Regions from separate parts of the Mus musculus genome. Here regions 1, 2, 3, 4, 5 and 6 are each linked to region 7. The links are chromatin contacts, called in public HiCAR-type, HiChIP or PLAC-seq and promoter capture Hi-C maps. All regions are on one chromosome and are shown on one strand. Each heading gives the region's core, a stretch centred on a gene start, on an enhancer-like site or on the middle of the called end of the contact. The rest is flanking DNA. Distances are from core to core; before and after follow the strand shown.

The links. Promoter capture Hi-C pulls out the DNA fragments that hold promoters and counts their contacts. HiCAR-type assays count read pairs that join an accessible place to other places. HiChIP or PLAC-seq counts read pairs in DNA pulled down with a chosen protein or histone mark. Capture Hi-C pulls out chosen DNA fragments and counts their contacts.
Region 1: a promoter capture Hi-C map of the 3T3-L1 cell line shows a contact between it and region 7, with 10 times the contacts expected there. The contact joins the enhancer-like site here to the promoter of Rc3h2 in region 7. A contact is called at or near these places in 1 of 39 promoter capture datasets (the 3T3-L1 cell line), 1 of 484 Hi-C or Micro-C datasets (B cells) and 3 of 115 datasets of contacts at active chromatin or transcription factors (acute myeloid leukemia, embryonic stem cells and large pre-B cells).
Region 2: a contact with region 7 is called in an H3K27ac HiChIP or PLAC-seq map of embryonic stem cells, with 4 times the contacts expected there. The contact joins the enhancer-like site here to the promoter of Rc3h2 in region 7. A contact is called at or near these places in 2 of 115 datasets of contacts at active chromatin or transcription factors (both in embryonic stem cells).
Region 3: a promoter capture Hi-C map of liver shows a contact between it and region 7, with 5 times the contacts expected there. The contact joins the promoter of Ppp6c here to the promoter of Rc3h2 in region 7. A contact is called at or near these places in 6 of 39 promoter capture datasets (cranial neural crest, hematopoietic stem and progenitor cells, hippocampal neurons and 2 more), 2 of 484 Hi-C or Micro-C datasets (CD8 T cells and regulatory T cells), 3 of 115 datasets of contacts at active chromatin or transcription factors (astrocytes, differentiating embryonic stem cells and regulatory T cells) and 3 of 9 other capture datasets (adipose tissue, liver and pancreatic islet).
Region 4: an H3K27ac HiChIP or PLAC-seq map of embryonic stem cells shows a contact between it and region 7, with 4 times the contacts expected there. The contact joins the promoter of Ggta1 here to the promoter of Rc3h2 in region 7. A contact is called at or near these places in 3 of 39 promoter capture datasets (the 3T3-L1 cell line, the C10 cell line and embryonic stem cells) and 3 of 115 datasets of contacts at active chromatin or transcription factors (embryonic stem cells, large pre-B cells and pancreatic cancer cells).
Region 5: a contact with region 7 is called in a HiCAR-type map of astrocytes, with 4 times the contacts expected there. The contact joins the promoter of Golga1 here to the promoter of Rc3h2 in region 7. A contact is called at or near these places in 6 of 39 promoter capture datasets (the 3T3-L1 cell line, cranial neural crest, frontonasal cranial neural crest and 2 more), 2 of 484 Hi-C or Micro-C datasets (CD8 T cells and LSK cells), 3 of 115 datasets of contacts at active chromatin or transcription factors (astrocytes, cardiomyocytes and thymic regulatory T cells) and 2 of 9 other capture datasets (adipose tissue and liver).
Region 6: a contact with region 7 is called in an H3K4me3 HiChIP or PLAC-seq map of embryonic limb bud, with 5 times the contacts expected there. The contact joins the promoter of Scai here to the promoter of Rc3h2 in region 7. A contact is called at or near these places in 3 of 39 promoter capture datasets (cranial neural crest, hippocampal neurons and liver), 2 of 115 datasets of contacts at active chromatin or transcription factors (astrocytes and embryonic limb bud) and 3 of 9 other capture datasets (adipose tissue, liver and macrophages).

Annotation. Positions count from the first base shown.
Region 1 is chr2:35,507,520-35,510,219 of GRCm38.p6, reverse strand. No RefSeq gene overlaps it. Among named protein-coding and RNA genes, the nearest start is that of Gm35260, 4.0 kb to the right of the region's middle. Within about 2 kb of position 1,344, at least 102 of the 459 cell types and tissues checked have an H3K27ac peak or open chromatin away from gene starts, as enhancers often do. A contact at or near this core is called in B cells and embryonic stem cells, where this site is marked.
Region 2 is chr2:35,679,180-35,681,879 of GRCm38.p6, reverse strand. The region is part of intron 3 of Dab2ip (disabled 2 interacting protein); the gene reads right to left. Among named protein-coding and RNA genes, the nearest start is that of Dab2ip, 59 kb to the right of the region's middle. Within about 2 kb of position 1,424, at least 195 of the 459 cell types and tissues checked have an H3K27ac peak or open chromatin away from gene starts, as enhancers often do. A contact at or near this core is called in embryonic stem cells, where this site is marked.
Region 3 is chr2:39,225,027-39,227,726 of GRCm38.p6, reverse strand. It overlaps Ppp6c (protein phosphatase 6, catalytic subunit), which reads left to right and starts at 1,378. Exons shown (of 7, transcript NM_024209.3): 1 at 1,378-1,560. The coding sequence starts at 1,486.
Region 4 is chr2:35,460,030-35,462,729 of GRCm38.p6, reverse strand. It overlaps Ggta1 (glycoprotein galactosyltransferase alpha 1, 3), which reads left to right and starts at 1,281. Exons shown (of 8, transcript NM_001145821.2): 1 at 1,281-1,535.
Region 5 is chr2:39,064,118-39,066,817 of GRCm38.p6, reverse strand. It overlaps Golga1 (golgi autoantigen, golgin subfamily a, 1), which reads left to right and starts at 1,277. Exons shown (of 23, transcript NM_029793.2): 1 at 1,277-1,437; 2 at 2,095-2,143. Scai (suppressor of cancer cell invasion) reads left to right here. Exons shown (of 18, transcript NM_178778.3): 18 at 1-604.
Region 6 is chr2:39,189,474-39,192,263 of GRCm38.p6, reverse strand. It overlaps Scai (suppressor of cancer cell invasion), which reads left to right and starts at 1,534. Exons shown (of 18, transcript NM_178778.3): 1 at 1,534-1,674; 2 at 2,231-2,275. The coding sequence starts at 1,622.
Region 7 is chr2:37,421,647-37,424,346 of GRCm38.p6, reverse strand. It overlaps Rc3h2 (ring finger and CCCH-type zinc finger domains 2), which reads left to right and starts at 1,444. Exons shown (of 22, transcript NM_001100591.1): 1 at 1,444-1,580.

The sequences.
Region 1 (2,700 bases), core at 95-2,594, 1.9 Mb after region 7:
ACTCTGAAGTGAGCATGCAGGCCTGATTTAAAGCACCCTAGGAGAATCCCAGGGTAAGTGTTTTACGCTATCTCTGAGGACATTCCATTACCGGGGTGTGGAGGCCACCTGGAAACTGCTGACCCATTGCCCTTGCTTCAGGTCAGGTGGTGGGGCAGTTTCTGATGGCAGGGCAGTTTCTGACTAGCTGCCTGAAGCCTGGGCTTTTAGGCCTAATCTCCTGAACTGCCAATTTGAAGCCGGTCATGGAGTCAGCCTGTCTCATCCAGGGTAGCTTTAGGAATGTAATCTAACAGTTTTAGGGAGAGAGAAAAGTAAAAGCCTGTAGACACCATGTTTGCTATGCTCAGGCCTGCTATCGAGCCAGCCCTTCAGAGAGCAATTGAAGAAGATGCTGGAATTGAAGAAGATGCTGTTGACTTCTGACCTGGGGGTGGGGGGCGTGCACGTGTGCATGCATACACACACACACACACACATGAATAGATAAGACATTTTTTTTTTTAAGTAAAAAGATGAGGCTGGAGAGATGTCTCAGCAATTAAGAGCACTTGCTGCTCATACGGAGGCCCTGGGTTCAGTTCCCTAAGTGCCTATAACTCTAGCTTGAGGGTCTCAGATGTTCTTCTGCTTCCTGGCTAACGTACTTATCTATGGGGAGTGGGGGTGGGGTGTGTGTGGAGCGAATGCTGTCACGGTTCTAAGAATCAACCTGTGTAACAGATGGGGTCAGAGAAGGTCACTCTCCCTACTTCCTCTCCCACCCCCGCTCAGTCTTCTCACCTATCGACTGTAGATAACAGCAACAGTCACAGATCCATGGTTCCAGGATTCCCTGGAATGCCAACAGTAGTGGGTGTGTCAGTCCCTTAGATGAGATGGCAAACAGCCACAGAAGTTGAGCATTTCCCTCACCCCTGTTTACTTAAATCATAATTTAAGCTTACTTTTGACTCCTAACACAAGGAAAGGGTTAAGAGACTAAATGTATTGTCTAGGAAATCCTGGTTAAAAAAAAAAAATTGGTCCATGCTCACTACAGAGGGGCTATCGTTGCACATGTGGCTGCAGTGTGATTCTGGTGTTTGTAATATATTTGCTCTGGGGGGGTGGCTGAATCCAGGAATGGAGAAGCCGTGGGCTCAGAAGTCATGGAGACGGAGCACCCACGACATTACTGAACATCCTCTTTTTACACTATCTCATTTGTTCTTTACTTAAACCACATGTGGCAGGAATTTCTGTTCTTTTACACATTGGGATTTGAGGTCAGGACAGCTCTGCAACTTGTTCCAAGGTACCTAGTCCATGCCTGTGGGTGGCCAGAGTCCATGTGGCCACAGGCTTTGCCAAGTGTTCTCCAGGTCTCTGTGGCCTGTTTCTGTAAGCCTGATTCTTACTGGGTTGTCGACCAAGTGTCCCACGCCCAGCATTTCCCACGCTTGGTGGCTATAAATAGCTGTTTTGTGCTGGAATAAGTCAAAGCCTTTTTCCCTCAGGACTGCAGAAAACACCCCACAGAGGGCCTGCAAAACACAGCTGCCCGAAGCGAACATAAGTAAGCTCGTAGCCATTCCCCCCTTCTTCTTGTGACATTTGAGAGCATCCCAAGCATTCATTTGGGAAGGCTGTGCTTTATAACTGATGTCACCCCTGGGTAGTCACAGACAGTATGATCCAAGAGGTCCTTTTGGGGGGACTCTGGTGACTTTCCAAAGGAGCTTGCAGCCTGGGAAACATCCTCAGAAAGAAACTGGTCCTGGAAGAGTTCGTAGGAGAACAGGACAGGCATCTGGGCTAGCCTGGTCCACTGCACAATGAGTGGGCTAGCCTAATCCACTGCACATCAAACATGGCCAGCCGCAGTTTCCTCTGCTTCCTGAGGATAGTTCTAAGTTTGCCATGATGTTCTTTCCATCTTTCCATGGCTAGAGGCAAGTGCTAACCATCACTTCTCTGCTGCTGGCCGTTGCAGAGATACTCACCTAGAGGGGCGGGGGGGAGGGGGGGTGGTACATGGGAAGTAAGCAGCAGGCCTCAGGGGAGCAAGCTCTATCAATGCAGTGTCTTTTCTCAACTTGTTTGTTCTGAGACAGGGTCTTCCCACAGAGCTCTGATTAACCTCGAGCTTAGGGTGACCCTCCTGCTTCTGCATACCTGCCCCCCCAAAACGTTAGGATCATAGGCATGAACCACGATGCCTAACCATTCTAGACTGTCTTTTAAGTTTTTTTCTTATTTATTTTGTGTGTGTGATATGTGCGTGCCACAGCATGTGTGGAAGCCAGAGGACAACTCTCAAGAATCTTTTTCATTTGTTTACCACACGATTCCTGGAGATTGGAGCCAGGACATGAGACATGTAGGCCCATGTCTTTACCCAGTGAATCATCTTGTCTGTTTCCATACCAGAGTGTACTAATGATAGCTTAGGTACAAGAAGGAAATGTGAAAATCACCACATGAGGGGTTGGAGAGATGGCTCAGCGGTTAGGAGCACTGACTGCTCTTCCAGAGGTCCTGAGTTCAAATCCCAACAACCACATGGTGGCTCATAACCTCTGTAATGGGATCTGATGCCCTCTTCTGGTGTGTCTGAAGATAGCACACTCACATAAAAGAAAGAAAAGGCAATCACCTGGGAGGAAAGTGGTTATCCCCGGGGTGTTTTCAAGGACATCCTGGCACTGCCCTGTTCAC
Region 2 (2,700 bases), core at 175-2,674, 1.7 Mb after region 7:
GCTGGGAAACACTCAGGAGCCCCACCTCAGATACAGGCATTTGGGAGTAGTAGACCCTTCAAGGCCATACAGGGGCAGTGGTGGGGTGCTCTCCATTCTCCTCCTGCTTCCGCACACTGAGGATGAAAACCTGGCTGTAGGGGTTCCACCAATGTATTAGTCAGGGTTCTCTGCAGTCACAGAACTTATGGGTAGTCTCTATATAGTAAGGGAATTTGTTGATGACTTATAGTCTGTAGTCTGATGCCTTGAGGGTCAGCTGCCTCTGACTCTAGCCCTAAGGCTTCGCATACACTATAGGAATAATTAGTTTCTTAAGCCTGGAGGACAGTCTGAAGGACCAGGCACCAGGTGATCTTCTGTAAATCAAACACAGATTACAGAAAGTGTGACAACCAATGGAGAAAGACAAAAGGGAAAGTTATGCCTACAGGCCCGGACAGGCCTTAGCCAGGCCAGAGGTGATCTAGGCTCTGAGAAGCAGGAACCTACAATGGAAGGTGGAGAGCACGGGGCACAAGGTCCCTGAGAAGGCTCTCCTTAGCAGCACAGGAAGGGCCTGCCCTGCCCTGTTGGCAGGTGCTAACAGCAGCAAGGTCACATGTGTGGACAGTATCATCCCACAGCTGTGTAGCTGCACCACTGCCTAAGAGCAAGATACAGGTATCACCAGGGAGTCTCTTAAGCCACTTTTCTTCTCTGGGCCCTTGTCTGGCCAAAGGGGCATTTATGTAGTAAGGCTGGGGAAGTACCCAGGGGGCAGTGAACATGGCTAGAAGCTCTCAGGGTGGCACTGCACACCACTGGGACCAAGCCAGCTCACAGCCGGGCAAGCACAGTCTACTAAATAAACGGTAGCGGGTTCCGTTGTTTCTGCCCTGCCCCTCTACGAGAAGGCCTGGCCTGGTGCCGTCTAGCCTCCTGGACTCCAGCCAACCATACCATAAAGGATTCTTACTGGAGGGCAGGCTGTATTTGGTCAACATTCATGTTTTGTTTAACCACACAGTATATGACATTTTTAAATTTTGAATCAATTGCCAACATTTAAAGATGCGAAATTTTCAAATGTCACAAAAACCAAGTTTAGAACTTTCTCTTCCATGCCCAAAGTTCTGCCACCAAAGCCCAGCAGCCATCTCTGACCCCAGAAGGACACAACCCTACAAACTGTTGAAATTGTCACCACAGCTGTGAAGCGCCTCAGCTAGGGTTCCTATGTCACATGGGCAAAGCAGGGCCCACAACATACCAACCCTCTCCTAGGGTCACAGTGGGTTCTGACACACAGCAAAGACCTGCCAATGTGTGTGGATAAAGACTAAAACGGCAGATAAATAAGGTCAGCCCCAGCTTTACCCGCCCAGGATATCCTGATTGCAACACTGCTTCCTTGCAAAGCCCTGCCCCCAGCCAGTACAAACTGATTCACTTCGATCCTAGGCCCCTCCCACAGGTGGGTACTCTGACAGCAGGACATATGAGTTGGTAACGTTCAGCCTGTGTGTAGGTCTCTGAGATCATTCACTGTATGACCTTTGTTTAAAGGCTAGGCCTTTGGAGTGTCCAGGCAAGGTTAGCAGTGATCCTGGCATCTCTGCAACTCTGGCCAAGCCAAACAAAGATCCCCAGGACTTCTGTCAAGCTGAAAAAGAGAATTCAACAGCAAGAACTCACAAAGGCAAGGTTTCCACCGATGCTGCTTGCAGGACGCCTGCCCTGCTTTGAAGCTGGTAACCAATTCTTCCCTCTTTCTTTCCACTAAATGAAGCTCCACGGGGTTTTCAAGGTCAGAGCTGCATTGGCAGAGGCGGTTCTCTTTGTTCTTCTACCTCAGACTTGCCCCAAACACAGACAATTGTCCCCAACAACCAATTCCTGCTGGGTGGAGACAAGGACCAGGCAGGTGCTTCCTGTGGCCCCAGGAGTCCTGCTCTCCTGGATACGGATTCTCTGTGGGCCTGGCTTCCTGAAACTCCATCTCAGCATGTAGTTTTGGGAAGAAACAGCTGCGAGTCCCCAGAGTATACCCTCAACCCAGGGAGAGGTCAAGGCTCAGGATGGGCTTGGTTCCTTGCTGGTGGCTGCGGGTGTCACCTCAAAGCCACTCTCCTCTCTATTTCAGTCTCCTTACTTGGAAAACAAGAAAATAAATATCCAATTGGAGAGATTCAACCTCCTAATGAGATCCAGAGGAGCCGTGGGAAGCATGAAGTGCCCTGCCAGAGTTATTATCCCAGCACCTGGCACGGTACACGGCGTGCAGTAGGTGCTCAATGGGTATGCAATAGGTGCTCAATGAATGTGTGTATTTGGCACTTGGGCTGTCTATGAGAGGTCTGCCCTTCAGGAGCTACAGAGACAATGGTCATGGGCAAGGATTTGGGTCTAACAACCTCTACCTCTGGCCTAGTTCAGCAGTGGCCAGGCCCACATGAAGGCTTCACTTGCACATCTGTGTCATCAGTGCCAGGGACCTAGAGATGCTGCAGGACTCTATGTGTCGTGCTCTCTTGGACACTCAGTAGTTCTTACCCATGGTTAAGAGAACAGCCTACCCAACCCAGCCGAGAGGAGATGCCAGCCAGTCCTCAATAGGCTGTGTCCACCAGAGGACTTAAGAGCTGTGAGGCTGGCAGTTCTTTTGTACTAGCCTCAGGACCTTAGATAAGTACAGCAAGCCCTCTACACCCTTTACCC
Region 3 (2,700 bases), core at 129-2,628, 1.8 Mb before region 7:
TTCCACAAAAGCTCCAAATAAGCTTAGAAATGCATCAGATATCTTCCATACAACTTCCCACCTTCCCAACTTTGCTGTGTTTTTGTTGTTGTTGTGTTTTTTTTTTTTTTTTTGAGACAAGGTCTTCTGGTTGACCTGCAACATGCTACATAGACTAGGCTATCCTAGAACTCACAGTTATCCAGCTGCCTCATCACTGCTGTGGTCAAATATGTGGTACACTATGGTCAGGTTAATTCTGAATCCTGTGTCAACCCATCCTCCTTACTATGCTGGAATGTTTTCCTTAAATTATCACTTTCTAACATGCTCTGAGTAATTTATTATATTTGTCGGTTATCTCTAACAGAATTAAATTGCAAGTTGAGGACAGATTTTTTAATACATTATTTTTTATTATTTTATTTATTTTGACTGCAAATATATTTCTGTACCACATGCACACAGTGCCCAGAAGAAGGTGTCTGATCTCCCGTAACTGGACTTGAAAGCAGCCACGTAGATGCTAGTAATAGAACTTGGATCCTCTGGAAGAACAGCTAGTGCTCTTAACTAATGAGCACTCTTTCCAGCCCCAAGGATAGAGATTTTTGTCTATTGCAGCCATTGGTTATTCTAACTGCCTATAAGTGTATCTGTACTTTGTTGCTATTCAATATAGAGTTGTCAAATGGACCAATGTTAAAGCTATAGTAGGTGTCAAGAACTGTTCTTGGCACTGGGATACGACAAAAAAAAAAAAAAAACCTTTCCGGCCCCCTCCTGGAACTCACCGGATTAAGTCAGTAGCCTGTTTTTCAGTCTAGGATCCATCTTTTCTGTTTCCTTTGAGATTTTGGGGCAAATAACACATGCAAACTTTGCATTCTTACAGTCTTACAAGAATTGAACAGGAGAAAAAAAAAGTGCCAGTATTTGTACAGAATGTGGCATAAGAAATGCTTTATTGTTTGTTTCTTCCCCCACCCACCACCCACCCCACCCCCCAGCCAGAGAACCGGTGGTGTTAAGTTTGTTTCAAATGTTGTCTAGGCCAGGTCTTCAGTAGTCCTGGAAAGGCGGTAACAGTAACTCTTAACTTTAACTGAAGATACTTTACAGGGTAGGAGTGAGAGCCAGGGAATTCTTAGTTAACCACTTCATGGTCTTCCTTAGAAAAAGCCTCATTTGAGGTGAAGTCTGTTGCCAAGGATAGGAAAGGAAGAGCATTTTACTAAAACTACAAATCCCAGCACGCCCCGCGGCAGAGAGCTACGGGTCCCAGTAGGTTTTATCAAAAGGACCTCCGGGTTCTCTTGGAGATAGATCCGTGGCCCGGAATTCCGCCTGAGAGAGAGAGCGGAACGGGTCAGGCTTTTACGTCGCTTCGCAGACGCCACTCACGGATCGGACGTGACGTAAGGAGGGTTCCGGATTCGGCCTCCGCCGCTGCCTCCGCTACTACAGCCGCTGCCGCTGCTGTCGCCGCGGCTTGTTCTTCCTAAAATGGCGCCGCTGGATCTGGACAAGTATGTGGAGATAGCGCGGCAGTGCAAGTACCTTCCCGAGAACGACCTGAAGGTGAGCCGGGCCGGAGGCCGTCCAGCTTGCGAGGCAAGCCCCTTCCGGCTGCGGGGCTCCCGCCGGCCCGCCCTTCTCCCTCGGCGGGATCCCTACCGGGCGCCCGATCCTGGCGCGGCGGAGGGCGCTCCGCGGTGCGAGAGGACCGGGTCCGAGGCGGCGTGACGCGGAGAACCAGGGGAGCCCGGATCCCCCGAATGCTGTCCAGTTCTTTGAGGGGAGATCCCGGGGGATGTCACGATCCCCTGACCCTCACGGGACTCCGAGCTTAAAGACTCTCACTCTAACTCGCTCGGCCTCCCGGAGACGGAGCCGGGCCGAGCGGGTAGTGCTCCCGGGATGGGGTCCTCCCAGCAGAGGTAACAGGAGCCGCTGTCTGCTCCAGGGACGCGGCCGCGGTGTGTTTAAGTCCCTGAGAGGTGGAAGCCGGTGGGCGGGATCGATGCGACCATAATGGGAGAGAATGACAAGTCGCCTCAGCTTCACCACTCCCCTAAATTGCTTCTTAGGAGTGGTAGTTTTCTTCTGATGATTTGGATGTGGATCTCATTTCTTAGCCCGTTGTTGAGCTATTTAAGTGAATAAGCAGTTGCTTATCAATAAGTTCAAATGTTTTTATGACCTCTGAGCTGTTCCCCTGTAACTCAAGGTGTCGTTTTCTTGGTTTTCCAAAGGAGGTCTTACTCAGTTCAGGCTAAGTTAATGCAGTAAAGAAGTAAGCCGTTGGTGTACCACTGTTATCAACCGTATTTTGTTTCTGCAAAAACTAGTGCTTAGGACCACGTTGGTGTTTATCCGATGGTTGCTAATGTCTGTTTTATTCCGTTAACTTTGATTTGCTATGTAGTCAGTCACTCTCGATCATTTGAATTTTTTTTTCATGCTGTTTTTGTAATATTTTTAAGCCACAGGCTTAAAACAATTTTTTCAAGAAAAAAATTGCCTTTTTCCTAACGAATTTTATTTCTCTTGTGAAGATTTTGCTCTGTGTCTGTTTTCTTGTCTCATCTAGTACATGAAGTTTATATTTAAATCAGCCAACAAGTATGCAAAATGTTTAAGACCTCAAGTGTTGGTTGTGTGAAAGTACATAGCTTGTAACTTACATACTGACTGCCTGTGTTACATGATTGGTGTTCA
Region 4 (2,700 bases), core at 32-2,531, 2.0 Mb after region 7:
TTTTTTTTTGCTGGTTTCAGGCTTTTTTCTGCCTGAGTGGAGATGAAACATCACTCCTCCCACAGATGGGAAAGAGGTGCAGGTTGGGGTAAAGTGAGGGACACCCGATGCATCACACGTGCATCACGCCGGACGTTGTGTTGGGGGTGGGGGTGGGAGTGGACTCTCTAGGCTCCCACTCCTCGGGTCGGCGCACGCCACTTGCCTGCGCCCTAGGCCGCCGAGCTCTGCAGGGGCCAGAGGCGCGCACCCCACCCGACACACCCGGACAGAGCAGCGGCCGGGTCTCCTACAGCGCAGGGCGCCGCCCGCCCGCCCGCCCGCCCGCGTGGTCCCGTCTCCAGCGCAGCAGACAACACACACCCGGCCTGCTTTTGCGGATCAGGTGGGTCCCGCCGGGCGTCTGACACTGAAGCCACGCGAGGGCTTCAGTGGGGAGGAGGTGTGGGCGAGCGGGAGCGCCGCTATTCCGGCCCAGCCCTACCTCGGTCCTTGCTTTTGTCCTGGTCACTCGATCATTTCCTCTGTATCCACTTCTGAACTCTAGGCTCTGTCCCACCCTGAACAGTGTCGCTGCATCTGTTTGCTTACTGGGGTCTCCCGCCACCTTCCCTCGCTATCCGAATAGCTGATATTCAGGGCAGCACAGGGCAGCACAGGGCAGGGCAGGGCAGGGCAGGGCGAGTAGGGCAGATCAGATCCTGGGACCACCGGTACTAACCAGTGAGTGTAGAAAGCAGGAGGTGTCTTTTCCTACTGTAGTTAGGACAGGGCGGGTTGGCTCTTCTTATGGACAAGATGGAAAAGGGGTGCAGGTAGGGGCAAAGTGAGAGACACTCGAATTTGAGAGACAGACAGACTCCTAACAGTGAAGGAAGGACCAAGCCAAAATCAAGCCTGGGCAAAGTCTCAGGCACTAACTTTGCTGTGTTGGGTGATGGGAGGTAATCTCGTCACAACTTTTCAAACCACCTCGTTCCCACTGCAAGGAGACACCATCAAGTGTTTGAAGATGGCAGGGGAACCTCTCAACAAAACACACACACAAACGTTTTATTATTTTATATTTATTTTGCATGCAAAGTACTGTGTTTCATTATGGCATTTTCATACATATGCGATTGCACAAACTCTTGAAAATCATCCAAGAAACAGCAAAGCGGGAAATAATGTTGTGGGGGGGGGGCGCGGAGGAGAGAGAACAGAGACTGGAGAGAGTGCTGTCCTCCTTGCTGCGGGGGCCAGGAAGAGGCTAGGAGGGCGGGGATGTCAACGCCACTAGCTCCTCCCTCAGGAAGGACCCCAGGGACTCTTATTTTTGTAGTTTTGCTTGTCTGGGCCACTATCGGCCCCAGAACAGATCTGACTGCCTCTTTCATTCGCCCGGAGGTAGATAGGTGTGTCTTAGGAGGCTGGAGATTCTGGGTGGAGCCCTAGCCCTGCCTTTTCTTAGCTGGCTGACACCTTCCCTTGTAGACTCTTCTTGGAATGAGAAGTACCGATTCTGCTGAAGACCTCGCGCTCTCAGGCTCTGGGTAGGCAAAGGCGAGGGGGCTCGCCATGGCTCGGGTTGTCCAGGGATTGGGGCATCAGGACTACGGGAGTCTCTGCCTTTTGATAGTGCTTCCTTACAGTTATTTTTGGGAGTAGTTGCTTCTTCCTGATGGGAGCCGCGTGCGGGTCCAAGCTATCTTTTGCAAGTAACAGGTGTCTGGTGACTAAATGCAGGGCTGAACACTTCACTTGGGATTACCTGGTTCCAGGGACTTTGAGTATTGGCGCAGGCCCCAAATGGCCTAGGAGGGGTACCTGGAGACCCTGGCTCCTGCTCCTGTGATCTTACTACATAGAACCGATTCTTTTATTTCTACTTTCTGTGTTAGGAACGCCCCAAGAGGATGTTTTGGGGAGGCCTCCTGTCCCCATTCCCTGTGATTAGGGTCAGTTTTCAGTGGAATGCCTGAGATCAGAAGGCGGGAGATCAATTGATTACTGTCAATGGCCCCCTGTGGCTAAACTTTACCGGAAGCTTTCTCAGTCACAGAGCAGGAAAGGCCGCCTTGCACTGGCCATACTGACTCTGAGCAGCCATTTGCCCGGTTTCTGACACTTCTGAGCCAGGGGCTGACCATGGGTTTTATTCCCTGTGCACTTCTGGGTCTTGGTGAAACTTTTAGTGTACATGGGTCTCTTAGGTTCCCCAGCCTAACAGGATAAGCTTGGCACTGTTGGCTGGATTTATAGAGAAGGAAATCAAAGTTGGGAGAAGCCAAGTCACTGGTTTATGGGTGCTCAGGGTTTGGATTGAATCTGAGGTTGGAATGCACTCCAGCCAGCCTCTAAGGCTTGTGTGCTTCCTGTTTGTTTGTTTGGAGTGTGTGGTTTTGTTTTGTTTTGTTTTGTTTTGTTTTGTTTTGAGACAGGGTTTCTCTGTGTAGCCCTGGCTGTCCTGGAACTCATTCTGCAGACCAGGCTGGCCTCGAACTCAGAAATTCCCCTGCCTCTGCCTCCCAAGTGCTGGGATTAAAGGCGTATGCCACCACAACCTGGTTGCTCACTTTCTATTCAGCATCTCCCACCATGGCAAGAAAACGACTAAGGAACAGATGGCATGACTCTGGGGGGAAGGGCTGGGGAGAGTGGAAGGGAAGAGGTAGTGGGTGGGGCTGAGCATTTCAACAGGTGCAGTTCAGGTATAAA
Region 5 (2,700 bases), core at 28-2,527, 1.6 Mb before region 7:
TCTATTGTATCATTTGACTTGAACATTTGTAAAAGTCTTGTCTGTGGTGTTTCTAAATTGCTTAAACCATACATTCTCTTAAGGATTTTAATTTGCTTTTGTTCTTTTCCAACAGTCATTTTCTGGTTTTGTCTGTTACAGTAAACATTTTATAGACCTTAGGAATTGTCAAGTTCTTGAACATTTATTTTCTTGAGTTGATCACTTAACTCTTGTGTATGTGATTTGTCATAAACAATTAGAGCCTTTCACTTCTTCACTACATGAATTTCAGAGTAAACACTGTGATTCTACAGAGCAGATTCCATAGGCGTTCCAATATTCTTAACTGTTACACAGTGCCTGTCACTTTGAGGGCACATAAATACTAGGATGGAAAATAAAACGTTGTTTTGATGTTTGTTAAATAACAAGATTACAGAATATCTGTGGGGTTTTTTTTGTTTTTTGTGGTCAGTGTAATAAAGAATTTTGCATTGATAAATATTCTCTAGGAATGTGTATACATTCATCTAGTGTGAACTCTTGTAAATGAATTTTGTATCTTGAATCACGTATATATTAAGTGTATCATCAATATAAAAATAAACATTATTTGCTTAAAGTTTTGTGTATTTCTTTAGTATTGACAGTTGTTTCCTTGTTTGGGGTAAATCTTAGGCGCTTTAGCTGTCTTGAGTTACAGATTAACGCGTATAACTATTTTGTAGATTGAGATTACTGTTTATAAAGTATTTGTTTTCTCCCTAACTGGTTGCTACAACTGGGACAAGAGGAAACTGGAATAGATGGAATCAACAAAACAGGCTGGGGTTGCTTCTAGGGCAGGACTGAAGTTGCTATAATGTACAATGCGTAGCTTGAAACTTGAGAAATACGAAAATCTTACTTGGGCAGAACTAGGATAAAAGGTTCTAGAAACTTCTTTCAGTTGTATGAAACATGATCGACAGCAACTCGGATTGAGAGGTGCCCGGTGTCGTTTTTTTGAGCATAGACTTTCCTGTAGCCCCAAAGCTGGCCCTGGGGTACCGCACGCCACGGGGCTCCTCCCTCTTCAGAAGGGAAGGTGCCGATCCAGGGCGGCCAGATTGCGGTGCCTCTCGCTGACGTGTCAGTGGCCGGCCAACACAGGTAGAGGTGCCCGCGCCCGGTAGCCGTTTCAGCCCAACGGCACAAGCACCCCCGCTTGCGCGCCGCTGAATCGCACACGGGCGCATGCGCGCGCTGAGAACCAAGCCGACGCGCTGCCACTTCCGGCGCGCGGCAAACGTGCGGTTCCGGGTCGGTGCTCGGCTCGTCGGCCTGAGGTGGGGGCCAAGCGCCCTCGAGAGTCCGCGGAGGCGTGGCTGCTCCCACACAGCAAGTGCACTACTGGAGTCCCTGGACGCAAGTAGGCCTCCCTCTCTCCCATGGCCTCCGGCGCTCTACCGCGAGGTGGGGACACAATGGACCCCAACCCAGGGCTGGGGACGGTGCCAGGGGACTCGGGGCGAAGGCTGCCCCCTTGGCCTGGGGGTCTGGAGCTGCCCTGCGCGACCTAAGCCAAGCCGCCACTCTTTTCAGGGGCGCAGTCTCCCTACTGTCAAACAGAGGTTGAGCCCCTCCCTTGGTTGACAGCCCTAGTAGGGCTGCGCCTCCAGAGCGAGCCAGAGGGAGTGGGATCCAAAACGCGGTGACCTGCACCTCTGAACCGTAACCATCTGTCAGAACTTTGCTGTCGTTCTAGCAACTTAGTGCGAGTAAGGGCTCAGGGACCAGACCACAAGCCTGACCAGCTGTGAGAATCGGCTGAAAACTAAATATTGTCACTGGGAAGCCGGCAACTAATTCGAGATGTTTTGCTCAGAACTCCTAGGGAGACATGAGTGTTGGCACCAGTGCTAGAAGAAATTCTTTCTGCTTAAAGGTGGAAATTCTTAGGCTGCCCACTGGGACTGAGGAGCGTCTCACTGACAGTAGTACAATAGTGGCCAGGTGTATTTGCCCACTTATTCAGCCCTGCCCCCCCCCCCTTCTTTTGTCCCTCTCCCGCTGAACGTTTTCATCCGGCACTTGAAATATCCAACCTATTTTATCTTTGTTTTTACACAGGGCAGTGACTTTGACCTCCATACTCTTTTAAATATAGTAGATAAGACAGGTGAGTACAGTGGTTTACAGATATTGGGGGTAAAGTTTTGAAGGATTTCATAGGCTTAATGGCTAACCTGAAGTGGTAAGGCGTCATCTGTCATCTTACAACAGAGTGTATCCTGCACAGACGTGAAAAGATAAGGTTGAAACAGAACAGTAGGAGTTTGCTTTATTTTGTTTTGTTTTGGTTTTTGTTTGGTTTTTTGTTGTTGTTGTTGTTGTTGTTGTTGTTGTTTTGGTTTTTCGAGACAGGGTTTCTCTGTGTAGCCCTGGCTGCTGTCTTCGAACTCTCTCTGTAAACCAGGCTGGCCTCGAACTCAGAAATCCGCCTGCCTCTGCCTCCCAAGGGCTGGGATTAAAGTCGTGAGCCACCACCACCCGGCCTGTTTTGTTTTTGAGACAAGATCTCACTATGCAGCCTTCCCTGGCTGACCTGGGGCTGTGTAGACTAGACTTGCCTTGAACTCACAGAGATCCTTTTGCCTCTGCACCACCATACCTGGCCCAGTAATGTTTTATATACCATTGAAGGAAAGAAATTTTGAATCTCATGTTAACTATCAT
Region 6 (2,790 bases), core at 285-2,784, 1.8 Mb before region 7:
CCTAAATGCCATTGCATTCACCCGACTCATACTCTTCCCCTTCGTCTCCTCTCTCTCCCTCTTTTTTTACTCCTCCTTCCCCCTTTCATAAATTCAGTAAGAGTAGCTCCTCAGCAATGCAAAAATAAATCCCGCTATAACTTGGCAGCATCCCATTGTTTCATAAAAGAAAGGCCATTCCACATCGAAGATGGGTGCAAGATAAATCATGTAGGAATAAAGGAGAACCCCTTGCACCAAATACATTTGTGAAAAAGTAGTTATCTCAATATTTGGGATACTATCCACTTGTGGAGATTTGTGAGATACGTCTCATGCATTTTATTTGCTATTGTGTGCTGTGTGTGTGCAGGTGTGTGTGTCATGTGCATGTGGAGGTCAGAGAGTCATCGAAAGCGTTCCTCTGGGTTTGAGGACAAGCCACAACATCAGGCTTGAACAGCAAGCACCTTTTACTCTGCTGAGCCATATATCTGCCACTACATTGTTGGTGTGTGTTTTAACAAAATGTGTTCTAATAAAATGAAAATGGCCCAAGAGAAAGTTTTATGCCTTCTCCCAAATGGAAGGAATGAACTTAGAATCTGCCAGACAGATTTGCATAGATCTTAAGAATTAAATTCTTCGGGTGCATTACATATACATCTGCTATATTTTCAAAGATAGCTTTTTGTTAGAGCAGAATAGAAAAGATTACTAGTATTAATTGTATTTACATGCTTATGCATGTAATGTTTTGCATGCTTAGGTCTGTCAAAAAATGCAGTGAAATTTTATACCAAAAATGATTAGCTGGTTAGATTTTTTAATCATCTGGAATGGCACAGAATGGCTAGCTTATACAAGAAGCAGTTCTTTTTAGGCTTTTCAAAATGGAATACATTCCTTGTGGTTATTGTAATTGGTTCTTTTTGCAATGCTGTTTGTTGTTGTTGTTTTTTTTTTCGAGGTAATTAAAGAAATTCTGCTTTCTTACAAGCTTGCATCCAAGCTTAGGATCTTTCCTGCAGCCAAACTGCTTGATCCCTACAATTTGAGACCGAGTCCCTTTTGAAGGGTGACATTAAGCCGCATTCGAGGTGATTCAGAAGACTATGAGAGAGAGAGCTGCTTTGCCCTCGAACTTCTGAATATATCTGGAGAAAGTGCTGCGCTTGATTTTGGTTCTGGAGCAGTGCGGAGGCGGAGGAAATAGCAGGTGTCTGGGAGGTGTCAGGGATGCAGGATGCCAGCCAAAGAGAACCTGCAGGCAGGTGTCTGGCGCCGGAGATGTAAGTCCCCGTTCTGGCACACGGAGGCGCTCAGGGCTCCTCTCGCTCTGCTAGCAGTCTTTAAGGCACCTCTGCCGCCACCTGCAGTCTCAACCAAACCTCGGGGTGGGCCACGCGGGACATGACGGCCTAAGCACCCAATCAGCGGTCGGATTTCTAGATACCCTGCCGTTGTGGCCAATAGAAACCGAGGAGAGGCGAGGAGGGGACGGGCCCGAGCCCCGCGGCAAGCCTGGCCGGGGCGCAAGGCCCTCCTCCTGTCTCTCCGCCTACTCCAGCCTCCGCCGCTTCAGCTTCCCGAGCGAGCCCTGCGGCCGCCGGAGCATCTCCCGCGGCGGAGCAGGAGCCGGATGGTCAGAGGAGCCCGGCAGTCCCAGCAGCCGCGGAGTCGCCTGGCCCCCAGGTGGGGTGGGCTACGTGGCGAGGCGGAGGCTAGGGGCGAGGGGCCCAGAGAGCGGGCCTGGGGGTGGCGGCGGTGGTGTCTAGGCGCCGAGCCCTGAAGGGGCGGGGGTACAGGCACTCAGCATCTCGGGGGCGCCAAGGGAGAGCAGCTCTCGGGGCAGCGAGCGAGGGCGCGCTGGGCGAGAGCGGAGGGCGCGCGCCCCACCGGGGAGCCAAGGAATGCGGGGAACCGGGTCTGAGGGGCGGGGCCGTGTCTGAGGGGAGCTAGGGGGGCCTGCGGCTCTGGGCAGACAATGAGGCCGACCTGGCGGGTGGTTGGGGGAGCCGAACGTTTGGGGCAGGGAACCGAGAGCATTCGGGGACTAGTGAGTCCCAGGCGCTTGGTCGTGGGAGGGAAGGAAGCCCTGCCTGTGGGGTGTCTGTAAGGTCACGGGTAGGCAGAGCCAACCTGTGGTCAGCCTGTGGCCCCCCGAGGGTGGTACATGAAGTGCCCCACAGGCAAGGCAAGGCAAACGGTGTGTTGTCTTAGTTACGGGTCTCATTTGTTTGGTCTGTAGACTGTCTGGCACAGTGGAGAAACCACCCCGAAAACGGAAAAGCAGGTAAGGCAAATGCCTTCCTCTCTAGCTTCGTGTTTTTCCTGTTTGCTTGGCTGCCCCTGTGCTGCATAATTACGTGGTGAGTAGATAAAGTTTCTTATTTAGGTCCTTTTTTTAGTAAATTCGACAGCATGGAAAGGTATTCCCTTTGAGAACTTCAAATTACCACCACCTCCAACCCCTTGCAGGTATATGATACGGGAAATGGGGAAACATTAAGAAAGCCCCACTTTCGACTTTAGTCTTAATTTCAACTTTGGCATCTCTAACGGAGATTGTCATTGAACAGCTACTGTGTGCCAAGTGTCGTATACAAATTCTGTGTTATTTTCTGTGACAGTTTTGCAAAAGAGGGAACTGAACCATAGAGTAGCCAATACTTAGCAAACAAAGATCACACATGTAATAAATGATAGAACCAGGATTTGAATCCAGGTTGTCTGAATGCAAAGTTTATGTTCTTTATACTGTAATGCTTCTAATACATACACAGTTGAACAGAGTCCCACTCCTGGCTT
Region 7 (2,700 bases), core at 195-2,694:
TATGAATAATGAGTTATTAATGTATAGCTGGTGGGGCTGCCAGGTGGTGGTACATGCCTTTAATCCCAGCACTTGGGAAGCAGTCAGATCTCTGCGTTTGAGGCCAGCCTGGTCTACAGAGCTAGTTACAGGCTAGCCAAGGCACCAGAAAACAAAACAAACAACAAACAGGTGGGGCCAATGGATCTTTCACAAAAAAAAACAAAATGCAAAAACTAAAAAGCCGATCTTGTCACACTTGCCAGAAGCTTTGTGTCACTGGAGCTGCAGTTGTAAGCAGTTCAGTCTATGATTCTGCCTGGACCTTTCAATTGCTGGGTTCACAGGGATGCACCATCACATCTGCATTTTTTTTTAAAGATTTATTTATTTATTATATGTAAGTACACTGTAGCTGTCTTCAGACACTCCAGAAGAGGGCATCAGATGTGAGCCACGGTGTGGTTGCTGGGATTTGAATTCAGGAACTTCAGAAGAACAGTCGGTGCTTTTAACCACTGAGCCATCTCGCCAGCCCCACATCTGGATTATAACTCATGTATATTTAAAGCTTCATTAGAGAAATTTCCATATTCTAACTTACATACAGATTATTATCATGGATGTTGCTGAACATTTTGTTTCACATTCAGTTGCACATCATTAGCATAGATTCACAATATTAACCTTTTAGGATTACTTTGATAAATTAACTATAAAACTAAAATGCTTTTAAAATATCAGTTATCATACAGCCTGGCATATTTGTTTATAATTGTTGCTTTTCTCATCCTTATTTTCAGTCTTTCTTCATAATTCCTACCTTACAGGTTGCCATAAGTCCTCTAACAAATATTGAGTTATAATTCCAAAACTTGTAAAATTTGATCCTTCTCACTTTTGAGGCATCTGGGATTTTAGATGAGGTAGGTGGGTTTGCCAAACGTTTTCACTTTGGTCCTGGTTTTTGTAAACTGGAGAATTATTTGCTAATCTGGTTAGTATCTCACTACAAAGAGAGTAAAGTAGACTGTAACATAGATGAAGCAGGTTCTGCTCTATGGATGATAAATTTAACGTTGGCTCAATCTTGCAAGCCTCCTGGTCAAGGCTTAGATGTGCAGGGAGTTTCCCATAAGGCCCTTCGTCTTGCCTAGTCCTCGCATCATCTCCCACAGTACTCTGGGGTTCCTTTGTCATGTGACGAGGGTGGCTTTCTTCTTCAGAGGGAAACTGATGCGCAGTTCTGGTGGCCGGGCCACTACGCTTCCCTTCTGCCCCAACTCCCGGGCTTGCGTAATCTCGCGTGAAGTGAACAGTATCTTCTCGCGAGAGCTAAATCGGGATCCCTCCAGGTCCGCCTCCGTGGTGAGGAGGAGGAGGAGAAGGAGGAGGAGGAGGCGGAGGGAGGGAGGAGGAGGAGGCCCCGTCGCGGCCTTCGCCGCCGCCAACGGGGCTGTCCCTGTAGCTCCCGATGGAGTTTGAGGCCCTGAAACCGCCGCCGAGCTCTGCCCCGGCGAGACGAGGCGCCTCCGTCGCCGAGCCGCGCCGTCGCGGGGCCCCCGGGAGCGGCCCTTAGCGACCCCGCCCGGGCCCCTCAGGTAGGGCGGGGGCGGGCAAGATGCGGCTGGGGCCCTGGCCCGGCTGCCGGGTCCTCAGAGGTGGGGCGGGGAGCTGTCTCTGCCCGGCGGCCTGTGCACGGTGGCCGCCGGTACCCCGAGGGTTGGGAGTCGCGGGCCGCACCTGACACGACAGAGAGGCCCCTCGCTCTGGTAGGGCTTTTTGATGCGAAGCGAAACGCTCAGATGGCCACCTTTCTCCAGCACCGGCTGAAGGGACGCCTCTGACCACTGAGGATCCCACCCGAACAGAGGCCGGCTTCCTTCTTTGCTTAACCCATGTAGGAAGAGGGGCTTTCGAAAAGGTCCCCGAGATCAGGTCCTGTCTTAGCGTTTTCTTTTCAGCCCTTGGGCTTACCGAGACCACAGCGCTGGGATGGAGGCGATCTGAGTGTTGTAAATAGGGACCCTGGCTAAACAATGCCCAGGGAGGGCTTAACCTCCCTGGAGGGAGATGGCTGGACCAGGGGATGTGACTAGGAGCGATGGCATGAAGCACAGCCAGGGAATTCTGCTATAGTTTTCTTTCCCCCTTTCTTATTATTTTCCTTGGGGGAGCCTCATAAGGAGACTCTTCCACCATCTTAGGAGAATGGTAGAAAGCATCTTTGTTTCTAAGAGAAACAGCTGTACTTTTCTGTCGTTAGGAAGGAGATAAGGGTAGCTGTCATTTCCATCCTTGAAATCACCAGAGTTTTTAAGATACTGGCAGACACAGCCTTCAGACCAAAATAGTCTAAAGTAATCACAGACATTAAGTATTCAAATTCAGTGATTCTCAACCTGTTTAGATTTTTGTTTAAGCTCCACCTCGGTTCTTTTTAATCCCACTGTCCTCCTAACCTTAGGACCCTAAGGAATTTCTTCTCATCTTGACCCACTGTAATTAGAGTTGACTTTATATCCCGAATAAAGTGTTAAAAGTGTTTTACAAATCTTCCTGTCATTTTTAGTAGTCAGGCTTTAAAGTTCCAGTAAAAACTTGGAGTTAACCAGAGAAAGCTAATAATGGCACACTAAAGTGATATTATTTGACAGAAGGAAAGAAACGAATGTTCTAGTTGGTGGGTCTAGTCTCTTTGTGGTTAACTTGTATACACAG